2 separate regions of the Anas platyrhynchos genome follow, and region 1 is linked to region 2. Evidence: chromatin contacts called from public Hi-C data. All regions are on one chromosome and are shown on one strand. Each heading gives the region's core, a stretch centred on a gene start, on an enhancer-like site or on the middle of the called end of the contact. The rest is flanking DNA. Distances are from core to core; before and after follow the strand shown.

The links. Hi-C and Micro-C count contacts between places; a contact is called where the count stands out from the background.
Region 1: a contact with region 2 is called in a Hi-C map of small yellow follicle, with 2.4 times the contacts expected there. The contact joins the promoter of KANK3 here to the enhancer-like site in region 2. A contact is called at or near these places in 3 of 8 Hi-C or Micro-C datasets (liver, small yellow follicle and subcutaneous adipose tissue).

Annotation. Positions count from the first base shown.
Region 1 is chr29:4,083,100-4,090,714 of IASCAAS_PekinDuck_T2T, forward strand. KANK3 (KN motif and ankyrin repeat domains 3) reads left to right here and starts at 3,639. Exons shown (of 11, transcript XM_038169092.2): 1 at 3,639-3,766.
Region 2 is chr29:3,997,107-4,004,901 of IASCAAS_PekinDuck_T2T, forward strand. MARCHF2 (membrane associated ring-CH-type finger 2) reads right to left here. Exons shown (of 5, transcript XM_027472651.3): 4 at 1-151. Among named protein-coding and RNA genes, the nearest start is that of MARCHF2, 25 kb to the right of the region's middle. Within about 2 kb of position 6,320, at least 5 of the 8 cell types and tissues checked have an H3K27ac peak or open chromatin away from gene starts, as enhancers often do. A contact at or near this core is called in small yellow follicle and subcutaneous adipose tissue, where this site is marked.

The DNA.
Region 1 (7,615 bases), core at 2,389-4,888, 83 kb after region 2:
TGCTAAATATTGTCCGAGATAAAAGCCTGCAGCCGCTGTGCCACACAGGCAAGGAACATCACCTGCAGGCGGCCAGATCAGAGGGGACACAGGAGAGGGGACGCAGGGACAAGGGGACCCTGCACCTGGGGATGGGAGGGCGCACAGGGTAACGGGGTGGGACGTGGGAGGGGGTGACATGGAGCAGGAGGTGCACAGACAGCGGGTGACATTGCACGTGGCCTGTCCTTCAAGCATCCGCCACGGTGGCACTAAATCAGGCTGGAGGGTGTCCCCGAGGAGGTGACAGGGAAGTGGAGACGTCGGTGCGTGAGATGATAAATGGGGACTGACACCGCGGCTGGGTGCAGCTTCCCCTCCACCATCAGCCCCCTCCCTGCCAGCGGTGGGCCCGGGGTGGGCGTCCTGCAGCCCCCAACCAAATGCCCCCCACCCTCCAGGTGTCCCCAGGCAGCCCCCCCAGTAGCTGTGGAGGCTGCTCCGGCTCCGTTTTTGGGCTGTTTGTTTTGCTCTGCTGCTTCTACAATGTCCCAGGGAGGAAGGATCCGAGCAGAGATGCAAGGAGAGGAAATCGGCTTCCTGCCTGCTCGCAGACCTGCAGGCAGAAAACAAGGACATCCTGCCACGGCCAGCGGGACGGCCGAGCCTCCTGGCAGGGCGGCGTGCTGGGCTGGTTTATTTACGCTGGTTTATTTAGGCGTTCACCTCGCTTTCCTACGGAGGAAGCAGCAGCCAGCCCTGCTCCAGGGGTCCCCGGGGGTCCCGCTCCGGGTGCGGCCAGGCGAGCCCATTTGGGGGGCCACACAAGGGGCAACGGAGCTGGGAACGGGGCTCGGGCAGGCGCAGCGGAGCTGGAGCAAGCAGAGATTAACTCAGTCTGCCAGGAAATGGCTCAAACGCAGCCGAGTGGCTGCTTTTCCAGGTGCTCCCTGAGCATGCACGGCTCTCCCTGCCCCGGGCCGGCACTGGCAGCAGCCCCCAGCACGGCCAGGAGGGCTTTGGGAGCTGCTGCCCCGGATGGGACAGAGCCGTGGAAGCCTGGCCGAGCTCTGCAGGTTTCTGTTACACCGACCCTGCTTGGTTTCTGTGCTAAGTCCTAGGGATGTGCACTCAGCCTGTCCTGGCAGTTTGCAGCGATTTCCAGGTCCTGGTTGTGGTCTGCGACAGAGAAACGCCCCATCACGCTGCTGCGCATCGCAACGCATGCACACGTGTGTGCATCCCCCAACTGACCCCAGGGACTGGGAGCATCGGGGTTGTCCTGATAGGGAAACCGAGGCATGGGCACATGTACAGCCACAGCCAGGGCTGGCGGGGAGCAGAGGATGGGGGTTCACAAGGAAAAGCCATTTTCTGAGGCCCTCTTTTGGGGCCTCAGAAAAAAAAAAAAAAAAAAAAAAAAAAAAAAAAAAAAATTCAATTCTTTTATTTAAATTTAAATTCTTAAATTCTTTAAGAAATATATTTTTTTATTTAAATTTAAATTCTTTTTTTAAAAAAATCTTTTTTAAATGTTTTTGTTGAACTGAAGACTCATCGGGTCATGGAGCTTCTTGCTCAGATGGCTGCTTCTGGGAGGCCCAGGGCTGCTCTCCCCGGCCAGTGCCAAGGTTTGGGACTGGAAGAGCCGTGCAGGACCCTGCCACGATGCCATGAAACTCTGCAGAGCCTCAGACAGCTCAGCTGCCACATTCCAGTCTCATAACATTTTGTTGTTGTTTTGTTTTGTTTTTTTGTTGTTTTTTCTTTTGGCAAAACTGCCCTTGTAACAGCAACAAAAGCCCAGCCAGCCCTCCTTGCAGTGCCGTGGCTGTGGCTTTACCCCCACGAGGCCCAGCCGGGGAAGCCAGCAGCGCCCTTTGCCTCCAAGCACGGGTTCGGATGCTGCTGCCCGGGGCCAGCAGCCCAGCCAGGCGGGTGCCACCACTCGGACCGGTCCTGGCTCAGGCTGCCACAGCCCCGAGGGGAAGCCTGCAGGAAAACCTCCTCCATCTGACTGCCCAGACCCAGCACTTTCCCCGTGCCGCCTCCCAGAAGCATTTGTGATTTGTGGTTAAAGCCGTGGCCGGCCCTTGGGACGTCTCTGTCTGCGTTCTTGCATTGGAGCTCTGCATAAACCACAAATGTTAGAAACAAGCACCATCCCTCGGGGCTGACTGCCCTTGGACACCAGAGCTCAAAGCCAGGAGCTCGCACTGACAGCGGAGGGCATCTTGGGCAAAGGCTGCTCTTGAGTTTTGTCCTCAAAATGTCTTTGAGCTACCACAGCTCTGCGCTCCAGCAACAAATTCGGGCAGCCCAGGTCTTCATGCCCTGTGAGACCATGGGGCTGTAAGAGGCCTTCCTGCTCTTCTCACAGCTCTGCTGGGGTGGCACCAGCTCACAAGGCTTGGAGAAGCAGGAAGACCTCGCTTTCCCAATCTCTTTTTTCCACAACTTTCCCTCTTTTTTTTTTTTTTTTTTTTTTTTTTTCTTGTTATATTCGCAAGGAGGAAACAAGAAAAGTTTAGCGATGGGTGAAATTCTTGACAGATGTCCAAGAGCAGGAGCAAGGGACCTGGACACGGAGCCGTGCAGCCAGGGGGTGGGCGCTGGCTGGTTTTGACTCATTGCTGGGTTTCACCTTCCCAGATCTTGATGGAGAAGGAAAGCTGCAGGGGGACGGAGGACCTAATGATTTCTTTGTTGAGCAGTCACTGAATCATCAGGAGCGGTGCTATTTTAGACCTGCTTTGGGTACAGAATGAGGGCATGAAATCACGCAGCTCATTACCACAGGATGCCGGAGAGGCCAAGTATGTAAATGGACTGGAGAGGGCTGGTGTCTGTCGGGAGAGGTAGAGCCATTAGGGCTATTAAGGTATTTCCGTCCGGATGCAAACCTTTTGTCAGGAAGTCCCCAAGCTGCCAGCTGGGAGGGATGTCGGGAAGCATGTCTTGTTTCTCCTGCTCTTCCCGTGAGCAGCATGACGGAAGAGCCGGCCGTGGAAAAATACCCAGGGGTTCAGCAGCTGGGGACGGATCCTGCTGGAAAGGAAAAAGAAACACGAAATCGGTGCTGAGGGACTCAGCAGGCGAATCTAGGCTGTAGCAGAGAGCGAGGGCAGGCTTCATGGCACGAAGCTGCCGAGGGTCCCTGCGGGATGGAGAACGGGCCCAGACCTCGCCAGCGTGCAAAGCAGGCGGGGAAGAAATCTGGCAGGAAAAGGAGCCGAGCAGCCTAAAAAACGAGACGAAGGCTGCCAGCCCCCCGGCACAGCTGGGCCTGGGGAGCTCGGCCAGGGCAAGCAGCACGGGGGGGGGGTCCCCAATTCTGGGGGGGGGGTGGGAGCCGGGCAGGGAGAGCCCCCCAGCCCCAGCTGCGTGCGCTCGGGGCACCCCTCGTCCCCCGGGGTGCAAAGAGCGAGGGTCCCCCAAACTGAGGAGGGGGAGGCGAGGGTGGGGGGCACCCAGCTTCGTGACCCCACCGGGACCGGGGGGCACCTCGGGGGGGTCCCGCTGGCGTCGAGGCGGGGAGCGGGATCCCGTCGGGGCGGTGCCGGGGGCGGTGCCGGGCGGTGGCGGCGGCGGCCGGTGCCAGTCCCGGGTCGGGCCGGGGGCGATCCCCGCCCGCCGCCGCCCCGCCCCGGCCCCGCCGCCGGCCCGCCCTCGGCCCTCGGCCCCGCGGCTGCGGCGGGGCAACGCTGCGAGCCCGGAGCCGCCGGGCCCGGGAGCACGGCCCCGCTCGGAGGGGCTCGGGAGCAGCCCGGAGGTCCGGCACGGCTCGGTACGGCCCGGCACGGCACGGCTCGGCCCGCCGAGGTGAGGGGCGGTGGGCCCGGGAGCGGCTCCGGCGGCGGGACGGGGCCCACCCAAGGGTTGCTGCAGCCCCAAAGGAGCCCCCGGGGGTGTCGGGGGGGCTCCGGGCATCCCGGTAGGGAGAGAGACGGAGCGGGGCTGGAGCGGGGGCTGCGCTCCGTCGGGGCCGGGCCGGGCCGGCCAACGGCGGCTGGAGGGGAGGGGGGGTCCCGGGGGGATCTGGGGGGGTCCCGGGTTTGGGGGGGCTGCGGGGAGGGGAGGGCCCGGGGGGATCCGGGAGGGTCCCGGGATGGGAGGCTGCGGGCACCCCGTGGTGCTGGGGGTACCCCGTGGTGCTGGGGGGCTGCAGGCACCCCATGGTGCTGGGGACCCAGGGACCCATGGGTGCCGTGGGGTTCCTCAGGTGCTGCAGGCACACGGGGCTCGGGGTGCTCCCAGCTGGGGAGGGCGAGGCCAGGGCTCAGCCCTCGCACGCATTTGGGGAAGCCGCCGTCCCCTGCCCATGCCTGAGCGCCCACCCAGCGTGGATTCAGCCTCCCTGCCACGGGACGGGCACAGGCTGTCGGGGTTTGTTGTCCACCCCGTGCATCGTCACCGTCCCCGAAAAATTTGGAAGGTGGTGGTGGAAAATGCTGGTGGGCTGCCGTGCGGGTGCAGGAACAGCGTTAGGTGTTTTGTAGCAGAGCTGTAGGAGCCCTGTAGGTGCAGTGGGGTACCCAGAGCCATTCCCCAGGCGAGCCAACCGTGCACCCGCTGTCCGGGCACTGTGTGAGCTCGGGGAGGTCCCAGCATCGCTGCAGCGGGTGGGAGCCCGAGTAGCTCCCTGGCCTCCAAACCGGCCGACCCAGGCAATGGTGACGACAGCTCCAGAAAGAAGAGCCCAGCCCTCAAATCAGGCTGTGGGGAAGACCAAACTTTTCTCCCCTCCCTCCGTCCCTGTGTCAGTGCAGGCACACCCACCCCGTGCGTGGCCAAGGACCTGCTGCAGCCCCGGATGGTCCAGGCACGGGCTGCCCCGTCTGTCCCATCCAGCTGGGGCAGAGGCATTGAGGGGAAGGGGCGATGAGCACCCAAACCCCCCTGGTTGTGCCCAGCCCACCACATTGGCGGTGGCATCGCAGGTGATGTGTCCCTGTGACAGCCAGCTCGGGGCTGTGACGGCTCCGTGCGAGGATCCCAAATCCCAGCAGGTCGCTGGCAGCTCCAGCCCTCTCGCTGCGGAGGAAGCCGCCTGCTTGCTCAGTGGTTTCCCTTTAACTTTGGAACAGCCTCAGCCCGGGGCTTCAGGGCTTATCGCCCGTGCGCAGCTTCAAGGGAAACGTGCCTCGCGAAGATAAATCAAGTCGCACTGGCCGGGGCTGCTCTGGACTCTGTTCTTCTCACATTCCTCATGACCTCAGTGTTTTGGCTCGGAGGACGGCCAGGGAGCGCCGTCAGCATGTCCAGCCCTGGGCGGTCGCCTCGCTCCAGCCCCGTGGATCGTGGGGCTGGGGGAGCAGCCCCGCTGCGCCCCTCGCTAGGGGATGCGGTGCAGAGGTGGCCAAAGCTTAAAAATCGCTCGCCCACTGGCCCTGGGCTTTGGCACTGGAGGAGCATCGCCCCTTGGACGAGGCCAGCGGCTCACAGTGGGTTGGGCTCAGCCTGGGGTGCGGTGCTGGGTGGTCCTGAGCCAGGATTCCTCTCCAGGCCTGGAAGGCAGATTCAGCTCCAGTGGCTGTGTGGGCGCAGCTCAGCATCCAGCTTGGCTCCTGGGCCTCTCACCTGCTGTGGGATTTTATTGTACTCGAGCTGAGGAGCTCCACTTTGGCCCAAAGTTCCTTGTGTGGGCATCAGTACGACAGCAAGGGGATAAAACAAGTGTGGGACCAGCGCGGAGCACGGTCCCGGCTCTGCAGGGACAACTCAGTCCTTGTCCATCCCCGTCTTGCTTAAGAGCCTCCCCAGCAGCACTGCAGCTTGTGCCAACCAGCTTTTGTGCGGAGATGCCAGGGCCAGAAATGATGCTTTAACTTCTTCCGAAGGGAGCTGGGATGGCACAGGGGCCTCCCATCCCCGGGACCGGTGCTTTGAGCACAGCACCAGGTCCTGGCACGTCTCCTCCTGGGCACAGGGGTGCCCGCTGGCTCGGCAGGGCTGTGGAGGCACCCGGCAGCACCCAGCCCGGTGTCCAGGGGAGCAGCCGAGGCTGCCAAAACCCAGCCTTCTGCAACAAAGCCACCGACACGGTCCTCCCCGCCCTGGCTTGAGCAGAGATGGAGAGCGGCTGCTCTTTGAACTGGTGCCGCGGTGCTGGCGGCCGCAGGGACAAGGCTGGCTTTGTGTGGCCGAGCCCAGCAGGTGACAGCTGGGACGTGGGGACTTAACCCTCTCGCCGCTGCTGCGTGTCAGCTCCTCTTCTCGAGCCTCCAGAGCTCAACTTTGGCCTGATGCTCTCCTCTCCTCCCCTCCCAGCCCTGGGTCACTGGCGTGGAGGGGACGGCCAAAAGGCAGCGAGTGCCACAGAGCAGGGGCACCGTTGCCACGAGCTTTATGGGACGTGTCACGGTGCCCAGCCCTTGCAGCCCCCTGCAGAGCAGAGCTGAGCACGGCGGTGCTGAGCGCGGTGGCTTTTCCTGGCTTGGCCCCAGGCAGGACAATTCCCGGTCGCGCAGCGGAAGGGAGCTGCCGGGCCGCTTCCCCGAGGAAATGCGCCCGTGCTCGGGGCCGCGCGGCCGCTGCTGCTGCTCTCCCTTTTCCTCCTGCATGATCCACGGTGAGCACAAAGCCCGGTGGGGACTCGATCCTGGCCTCGGCTCTTTTTTTTTTTACTTGCACTGAGGGCACCAGGCCCGGTGCAGGAGGACCCCGGCCGCTTCCCCAGTTCAGCGAGGAGGAGGACGCGTGAGCCTGTTGGGCATGAGGCCGGGATGGGGTGGCAGCACGGAGGTAGCTCTTCGCCGAGAAGATCCCAAAGGAGGCAGAGGCAATTGTCTCAGGATGCTCATCAGCTGGGATGGGTTGGTGGGGTCAGGGAGCCCAGGTTTTGATCCTGCCCAGCTGGACCAGCCCCTCATCCCCGTGTGCCAGGGTCGGGTGAGAGCCAGGTAGGAGCGTGGAGCATCCCTGTGTGAGGAGAGCTTCGTGCAGTCCCAGGCGCTGCTCCCGGGGCCAGCTGAGCAATTTGCAGTGAGTCACTTGCTACGACTCGTTAAAATGAGGCGTTGGGCTTGGGGGCAGAGTGGGGCCAGGGAGAGGAACGAAGTGCCCAATGCTCGGTCCCAAAGGTTTGGTTGTGGATGTCAGCGGTCCCTGTGCCCTTTTCCAGGCAATGCAGATCCCCAGCTTCCCTCAGGCAGATCGGACCTGGTCCTTTTCTGTGGTGTTGATGCCTCTGGGCCTCTCTGGCCACTCACACCATCCCTGAGCTGCTCTCCAAATAGGCCTCGATGTGCCAGCAGCTTCCTCCGACTCGCCCACGGGGGCACTTGTCCTGTGCCTTCTTCCTGAGGGTGCCGAAAATAGCCCGGTGCCAAATGCTCTGCCCGCTGACAGCTGCACAGCGCCCTGTGGGGAGGGTCCCCACATCCCCCCCAGCACAGGGACCCCCAGGCAGGGTGGGCATGGGCATGGAGAGCCCTGGGGACACGGGGACCAGCGGTGGAGCTCCCGGGACAGACATTGCTTGAGTGACAGCTGCTTCCTGCAAGGGATCAGCGAAGCTGGGAACAGGAATGTTCCCAGCACCGGGCTTGATTTGGCTCAAATGTTTTCCACCAGGCAATATTGTTCCCGCAGCCCCAGTGCCCAGATGCAGCAGGTTGGAGCTGAACAATTGCAG
Region 2 (7,795 bases), core at 5,070-7,569:
CCTCCAGTCGGCTGTTGAACTGCAAATGATCCTGGGCTCCACGAAGACACAGCCAGCCGGAGATTGCTGCCAGAGGAGTAATGAACAGGAAACACACCATGTCACAGAAAAGGGTCCTCTTCTCATTGCGGGGACCAGGATCCTTCAGCCACTGCGGGAAGGAAGGTGAGAAGGGCATCAGCAGCACGCAGGGCACACAGGGGGCTGCTGCACCAGGAAGCTCTCACACGCTCTCTGCAGCCCGTATGTACCCGCTGCATCCACTTAACTCACATAAACCATCACAAAAATAGGGCTAGAGCACATCAAGTACATTTTTAATAACCATCAAGGGAAAGGCAAGAGACAGCTGAAGAATACGTGGGAGGGAGGATGGCAGAAAACACAGGAGCAGGCTGGGCTCCGCACTGGAAGAGAAGGCAGCAGGTAGCGGGCAGAGGGAGGTCTGCATGGATGAACAAGGAGCTCCTGGCCAAACTCGAACAGAACCAGGAGACCTGCAGAGAGTGGAAGCAGGGACAGAGAGCGGAAACAGGGACAGAGAGCCTCGAGGGATACAGAGACACTGTCCAGTGCAGCCAGGGATCGCGTTAGGAAAGCCAAAGCCCTTTTACAATGAATTTTGGCCAGGGACATCAAGGGCAACAAGAAAGGATTCTATAGGTACATGGGTGATAAAAGACTGGGAAAATTGTGGGCCCTATCCGAAAGGACGTGGGAGACCTGGTCATCTGGAATAAGGAGAAGGCTGAGGTCCTCAATGACTATTTTGCCTCAGTCTTCACCGACAAGAGCTCCAGCCACATGGCCTTGGCCCCAGAAGACAAAGGCAGGGACAATGATGAACTGCCCCGTGTAGATGGTGTGAGGCCATCTAAGGAACCTGAAGGTGCAAAACTCCACAGGACCTGATGAGATCCATCTGCGGGTGCTGAGGGAAGCAGCAGATGTAGCTGCTACGCCGGGATCCATCATATTTGAGAAGCTGTGACAGTCCAGTGAAGTTCCCACTGACTGCAAGAGGGGAAATAAAACCCCAGTTTTTAAAAAGGAAAAAAAGAAGACCTGGGGAACTACACGCCAGTCAGTCTCACCTCTGTGCCTGGCAAGATCATGGGGCAGATCCTCCAGGAGACTCTGCTAAGGGACATGGAAAATAAGGAGGTGATTGGTGACAGCCAGCATGGCCTCACTAAGGGCAGTTTGTGCCTGACAGATCTGGTGGCCTTCTACAAGGGGGTTGCAGATTTGGTGGATGGGGGAAGAGCAGCAGAGATCATCTACCTGGACTGTGCAAAGCATTTGACACTGTCCCCCATGATATCCTTGTCTCTAAACTGCAGAGACATGGATTTGACAGAGGACTCACTTGGTGGGCGAGGAATTAGCTGGATGAGGCCCTGGCTACCCAGAGAGGCTGTGGGTGCCCCATCCCTGGAGGTGTTCAAGGCCAGGCTGGATGGGGCTTTGAGCAACAAGGACCACAGCAGGGGGGTTGGAACAAGGTGATCTTCAAGGTCTCTTCCAACTCCAAACCCTTCTATGAACAGGGGCTATGGGAAAGCAGAGCTTCAGGGTCTGTGCTCTCAGGGGCACGGTGCCGTCCCTGGGGCCTGAGCAAGCTGCAGCAACGCTGCTCATGGGGAGCCCCGCGCCCACCCGAGGCCATCAGTGGGGACCACAAACACCCACGCACCTGGTCTGTCCACTGAGACGATGACAGAAGGGAAAAAGCATCTCTCTTCAGCAAATAAGAAACCAGGAGTTGAAAAAAAAAAAAAAAAGGCAAAAAGGAAGCGAATAGCTACCAGAAAGCTTTGCACCTGAGCAGGCAAAGTGGGACAGCAACCAAGGGGCTGCAGAGTCAGGCTGGCCCTTGAAGGAGAAGGTGATGTAAACTCGTTTTCTTTTATGGAATATCTGTGCCCAAACCCTTGTCTTCAGGTGTAAAACATTCCAATTCCCAGAGAAAGGCGTCGATTACTTCTAAAGAAAAATCAGCATGACTGTCAGGTCAGGAGGGAGGCAGAACTCGGTGTGCAGGGGGGAAGATCCCCCACCGCTCTCTCCCAGGTCTCAGGATCACTGTCACAGCTACTGAAAACGCCACAGCTGCAAAATCCCCCAAACCTTTCCATTCCCACTGGCCACCACACGACGGGCGGGCAGAAGAGACCTGCCAGGACTCCATCAGAGCTGATCCTGCTGGGTTCCCTCCTGTTTGCAGGCTTGGTGGCCTTCCTCCCACGCATTAAGTGATCCATCACGGGGACTGCACCTTGCTCTCAGTCATCAGGATGCTTTGTGAGTTTTGCAAGTGCTTCTTTCTTGCAGCACTCGCCAATTAGCAGGTAGCAGAAAGAGCTGCAGGCAGGTTTCCCTCTGCAGACAACCTCGAAGCTGTCACTACTTCTAAGAGCCCTGACTTGCTTCCAAGTGTGGATTCTTTACAGACAGTTGACTTTCACAACAGCAATTGTTCTAGTTTTCCTGGGATTATGTTATTTTCAGCCTTTCCTTTCCTTTTTTTAGAACAGCAAGTGACCGCCGTTCCTACCAATACCCAGAGCTGTTGCGGTGCGTTTGGGTTTGGTATAGCTGGGCTGCTGGAGCCTTCCCTGTTTCCTGCACCAGAACTACTTGGCTTGTTTAGGATTTTTTTGCTCAAAACCAAACCAAAACAAAACTGGAGAACGTGACCAAAAAGGCAGTCAGAGCAGGGAAAGGAATATCCCCAAGAGATCCAGGGACAGGCAAGCGACATTGACCTGCAAGGGGAGCACGGAAGGATACCCACGGGTCGGTGCAGAGTTAATTAAGGAGAAAATCTAGCATGAGGGATGTCCAGTAGGATGTGGCAGAGCAGCAAAGGCAGGCTGAGAACTGCAGACGCCTCTCAGTGAGATGGGAAGGAGAAGGGAGAGATGGCAGATCCGGGCAAGAGGCAGCACCAGAGCTGCAGTGCTTGGAGCCGTGGTGGCAGCGTGCTCTGCAGATGCCTGCAGTGGGACACCAAGCTGGACGAGGCCACAGGAGAGACAGGAGGACTTCCAGAGGACACGTAAGAGGCTGGCTAGGAATTTCAGCTGGCAGAACTGACGGAAGCAGGGTGCTCATTCAAAGATGTGACCTGAAGCATCTGAGAGACCAAACAGAACAAAAATGAGGGGAGCTGGAGAGTGAACTGAAGAGCACAGACAAGGTAAAGACCAAGCAATGCTGCAATAGAAAAGGTCAAGTTCAAAGCATTTCTAAAGCCACTCTGAGCAGGACTGGCTGGCCTGACAGCCAGAAGGAAATTCAAGAGCAGCCACAACTGTGGTTTGGACAGGAGGAGCTGGAAGAAGGGAGGCAGCCCTGCAAGTCACCCTCTGCGTGTCTCTGCAGAGGAGATTAGCGGTGATGAGCTGTGAGGGGAAGATAAGGACCACACACACGGTCCTGAGCAGCCCTGGAAGGAAGCGAGGGCGGATGGCAGCTCGGTTGCATGGCAAAACTGCTCCTACACACAGGGCACGGGCAGCCCCAAGCTCTGCAGCCACCCGTCCGGGCTGCGTGGCACTAGGGTGAATGCTGAATTGTCCAGACCTGGGCTGAGAGCCCTCTAGCAGCAGTCCCAGAGCATCCTGTCCCTGTAAACAAGGACAGCTTGGGTCACTTCTGACCCCTGTACAATAAGAGTAACAATAGAGCAAATTGGTATTTTATTGAATCTTACTCTATTTATATTCTTCGTAACCTTTGAAGCTCCCCCTTTCTCCCCAAGACAGGAGCCAAACATGTAAAGGCAGGAAGCAAATTAATTTCCTTTTGAAGTAGTTGATTTACTCAGCCAATGTGCACTGACAATAAAAAAAAAGAATACAATAAGGCACCCTAAGGGCGCAGGGTTTCTGGCATAGCAGCAGCTTAATGCACATGGGACTTAAAATAAACCTTGTAAACAATCCAAAAAGTGGTCAGATTAAACAATTTTTGTAGGGAAAACTGTCAAGTAAACATGGGAAAGCAACAAAAGCACAACTTGATCTTCTTCCAGGCCAAGTCCAAAACCAATTGCCTCCGTGCTGCAAACAAGTGTGAGCCTGGAGGCAGAGAGCCTGACCTGGCCGCTCTGCCCGCTTCGGCTATGAGCTGGCTCCCAGGACACCCCGCTGGGAACAAGCACCCTGCTTGCACGACAAGAGGTCCTTCCTGCTGCACACACGTTTTTTGTCCTCCAGCACAATCCTGGGGCTTTCTCAGCTGTTTTTTTCTACTGGGATCAGCAGGGCTGTGGAGCAGAGCATGATTCTTGGACTCACAGCGGGGCTGTGCAATGATGAGTCTCTGATTTTTGGGTGCTCCAGTGCCCACGAAACTAGACTAAGCACCAGGTGATGGAAGGCAGGAGAAGGAGGGCGCATAGAAAAAGGCACCAGCGTTACAGCAGCTGCTCTGGAAGCCAACGGCAGAGCTCACGGTGTATCAGAGCAGTCTTCCAGACAGCCCATCCCAGCCCAGAGAGCTGGGTGACATCCTGTCACCTAGGAGCAGGGGCAGGGGCTGATTAAGGAGCGTCCCAGCGGGTGCTCGGGTCTCTCCCTGCCCTGCAGCTGGGCTACCTGCTCCGGAGAGCACCGGTCACAGCCGCAGTAACCTGCTGCCTGTTCCAGCCATCGCTGCCACCACAAACAGGAATCATTTGGCTGCACGGAGCCACATGTGTACAAAACATCCCGCGTCCTTCCCATCCACCACCGTTAACCTGTGGCTGCTCGGGTGCCTGTTCCTTTCATCGCTGACCTGCTGCATGGCTATGTCAGGCAGGAACGAAAAGCACGACCTGGATTCACAGGAGCACGACCAGCGCTGTCCTGCCCCGAGAATCGCACTGATCCGAAAACCACAGCTCCAGCAGAGGGACTGTCCCATCCCTTCCCTGCAGGTCCGTGTTTAACAACTGAAACTCCTCACAAGCCACCTGTGCAGCCCAGCAGGACGGTCCTGCTCCTGTTCCCAAGGCGAGGAACCTTTTCTGATGGAGCAGCCAAAGGTCCGGGAGCTGAGGCCAGAAATGCCCCCGGCCCTGTACATGGGGCGGTCAAGTGCCACGGAACAGCCGACCCTCCTCAGCCTTTTTTCCCTACTGCACAGCCGGATACTATTGATGCCCCACAAACCTCCAAAAGCTGAATCTCTTCTCAGAGGGGCCTGAGATCCCCTTCTCCACACCCTCAGCCCAGCTCCAGCTGCAGGGAAAAACAGGGCAGGGAACAGGAGTGGCATGCACGGCACTGCAGGAGCACACGGGACAGGAACCAATTCCAGCCCTCAGCGCTCCTCGAGAAAAGGGCCACGCAACCATTCTGCAGAGCTGCAGCTCACCGGGACTCCTCCTTACATACCAGTGTGTGCTTCTGTGGTTTGCCACCACGGGAAATGCCACGCCACAAAATGCACAGCTATGGGATCACGGCACCGCCAGCAGCTGCACCCCAGAGGAGCCCCGCTCCTAGGGATCCCCAGAGCACAAACAGGGCTGGACAACGCAGTGAAGGCAGAGATGTAAGAAAGATGCCAGTGTCGGTAACTGCCAAGAGAGCAGGGATGAAAATTCCTAGCTTTGGCCTCAAAGAGGCCACTCTGGGTCCAGCAGAGCAATGCCAGGGAGCGCACTGAGAAACACCAAGAGGATCGAGGGTGGGAGCTGGGAAAGAACATCTCCAGACAGCACATGCAAGCAAAGAGATGAAGGAAAACATGAGAGAGGAACAAGACTCAGCTGAAGCCGAGTGATTTGTTTTATTTTTACTAGGTGCTGGAGTCTAACATCAGCTTGCACTGAGAAAGGAGAGAGACCACAGCAACAAGTTGGGGAAGGGGACAGAGGAACGTGGAGGAGATGGAGAACGGTGCAGTGAGTTCAGCAGAGGAGTTCGAGGAAAGCAAAGAAAAAAGCCTGTCTGTGAGGAAGATAAGGCTGGAGGAAGGGTGGGGAGAGCTCACGTCACATCTCACTTCTCTGAACTGGAGGAGGGGCAGCGACCGCTGCGCTGGGCACCGTGCCCAAAAGCAAAATTTCTTTTCCTAGTTATAGAAGGAATTTCTTTTCCTAGTTATAGAAGCAGGGCTAATAGGAACATCACCACTGCTCCCTGCAAACCTCATCCTGCTTGTAACAGACATATTGCATCTGCACCTCTCACAGCTACAGGAGACTTGTGAGAGGAGCAGAAAGACTGCATGTGGCAGACCCAGGGAGGTGTCCTGGGCTACAGCACAACCCCCACAGCCCAACAAATGCCTCTGAGAACGTGTACCAAGCTTTGCAGACAGTGGTTGTGTAAGGAAAGCACAACTTCCAAACGAGACAAAACAAAATTCACTGACCTATATAAAGCATCCAGCTTAAGCAAGCCAAAAGCATTAGCAATCAGTGAAAAACAAATGTCTTTAATCGAAATTGCCTAATAGAACACAAACAGTAGGAACAGCAACAAAAAAAACACTTGTCAGTCTCCCGTGGTGGATAACACACTTGGAAAGAACTGTTTTGCAGAAGCACAGGGACAGGCAGATATTACCAACGCTGGCATTTTGAAATAAAGCACAGTGACACACACATTGCAGGAAAACACCAGCTCTGAAGACATGGATGGGGAATTCTCTTGAGGCTCCACCATGAGACCTGCCTGCAAGGACAGAAACACGGGGAGTGGTTAAGCTGCTCAGCGGTGACAATATGGAACAGTCCTTGCCTGATTCACCAGAGAGGTGTTTTTTGTAATTAGCGAGCTGTCTCATATAAGTTTTGCTTTAGCAATGGTATTAAAGGCTTAGAGAGGCATTATGAAGAAGTCATGCATAACACTCATTAGCTTTTTGCTACCAGGTCTTTTTGCTACTTTTATACGTTGGCTTTCAACATCCCGGAAATTTTAGCAAAGCCAGAGCTTTGGCCCCAGCACCAAAAACACACGTCCACTCGCAACCGAGCCCTGTCATCCTGTTCCTCTCCCTGGGACTTAAATGATGTGTGGACAGAAACGCATCCTTCCTCTTTAACGCGGGCTGACGTGTTGCTGGGATTAAACGGCTGCTGCTCCGACACCTCCCCGAGCTGCCAGCCCCGGCCATTTCCGTGCAGAGAGCTCGCCGTGCACACAGGGGTTGTCCAGCAGAAGGGATGAGGCTGAGGAGGCAGCACGGGGAGATGAGAGATGGGACTCGAGGGTCAGTGCCACGGCAAAATACACATGGCAAAGAACCCATGGAAAGGAAATACTTCTGCTGATAACCTGAGAAAACAAAGAGGGAACAGTCTGAAAACAAAATCAGGCCAGAAGGGCTCAGGAACAGGGACTGACCAGGAGACATGCAGAAGGGCAGCGCTCGCTTGTGGCCACAGAAACAAAGCCACGGCATCACCTTTGATGATGCTTTCTAGAAATGCATGACGCATCAAATCCAGCACCAAATATCCCAATCCATGCAGTCCTGCCCCAAATCCTAGAGGACAAACAATCTTCAGCAGAGAGAGCACCTTGCAAGAGAGAACTGGTTTGTGATGGATTGAACCGCAAACCAAAGAAAGGGGTTTATGTGAACAGGAGAATGCTACGAGGTGGGACACACACCCCTGTACAACCAGCTGCCTGAAACAGCACTTCTCTTGGCTCTGTCTAGAGCCAGAAAAAAGCAGGCACCTCCAGACAAGCTGACCCACCCTAACCTAGGTTTCTAAGGAGGCAGGAATGAACTGGTCACAAGAGGCATTTCCTTCTCTCCAGAGACTATAGGATTCTAAAGAATA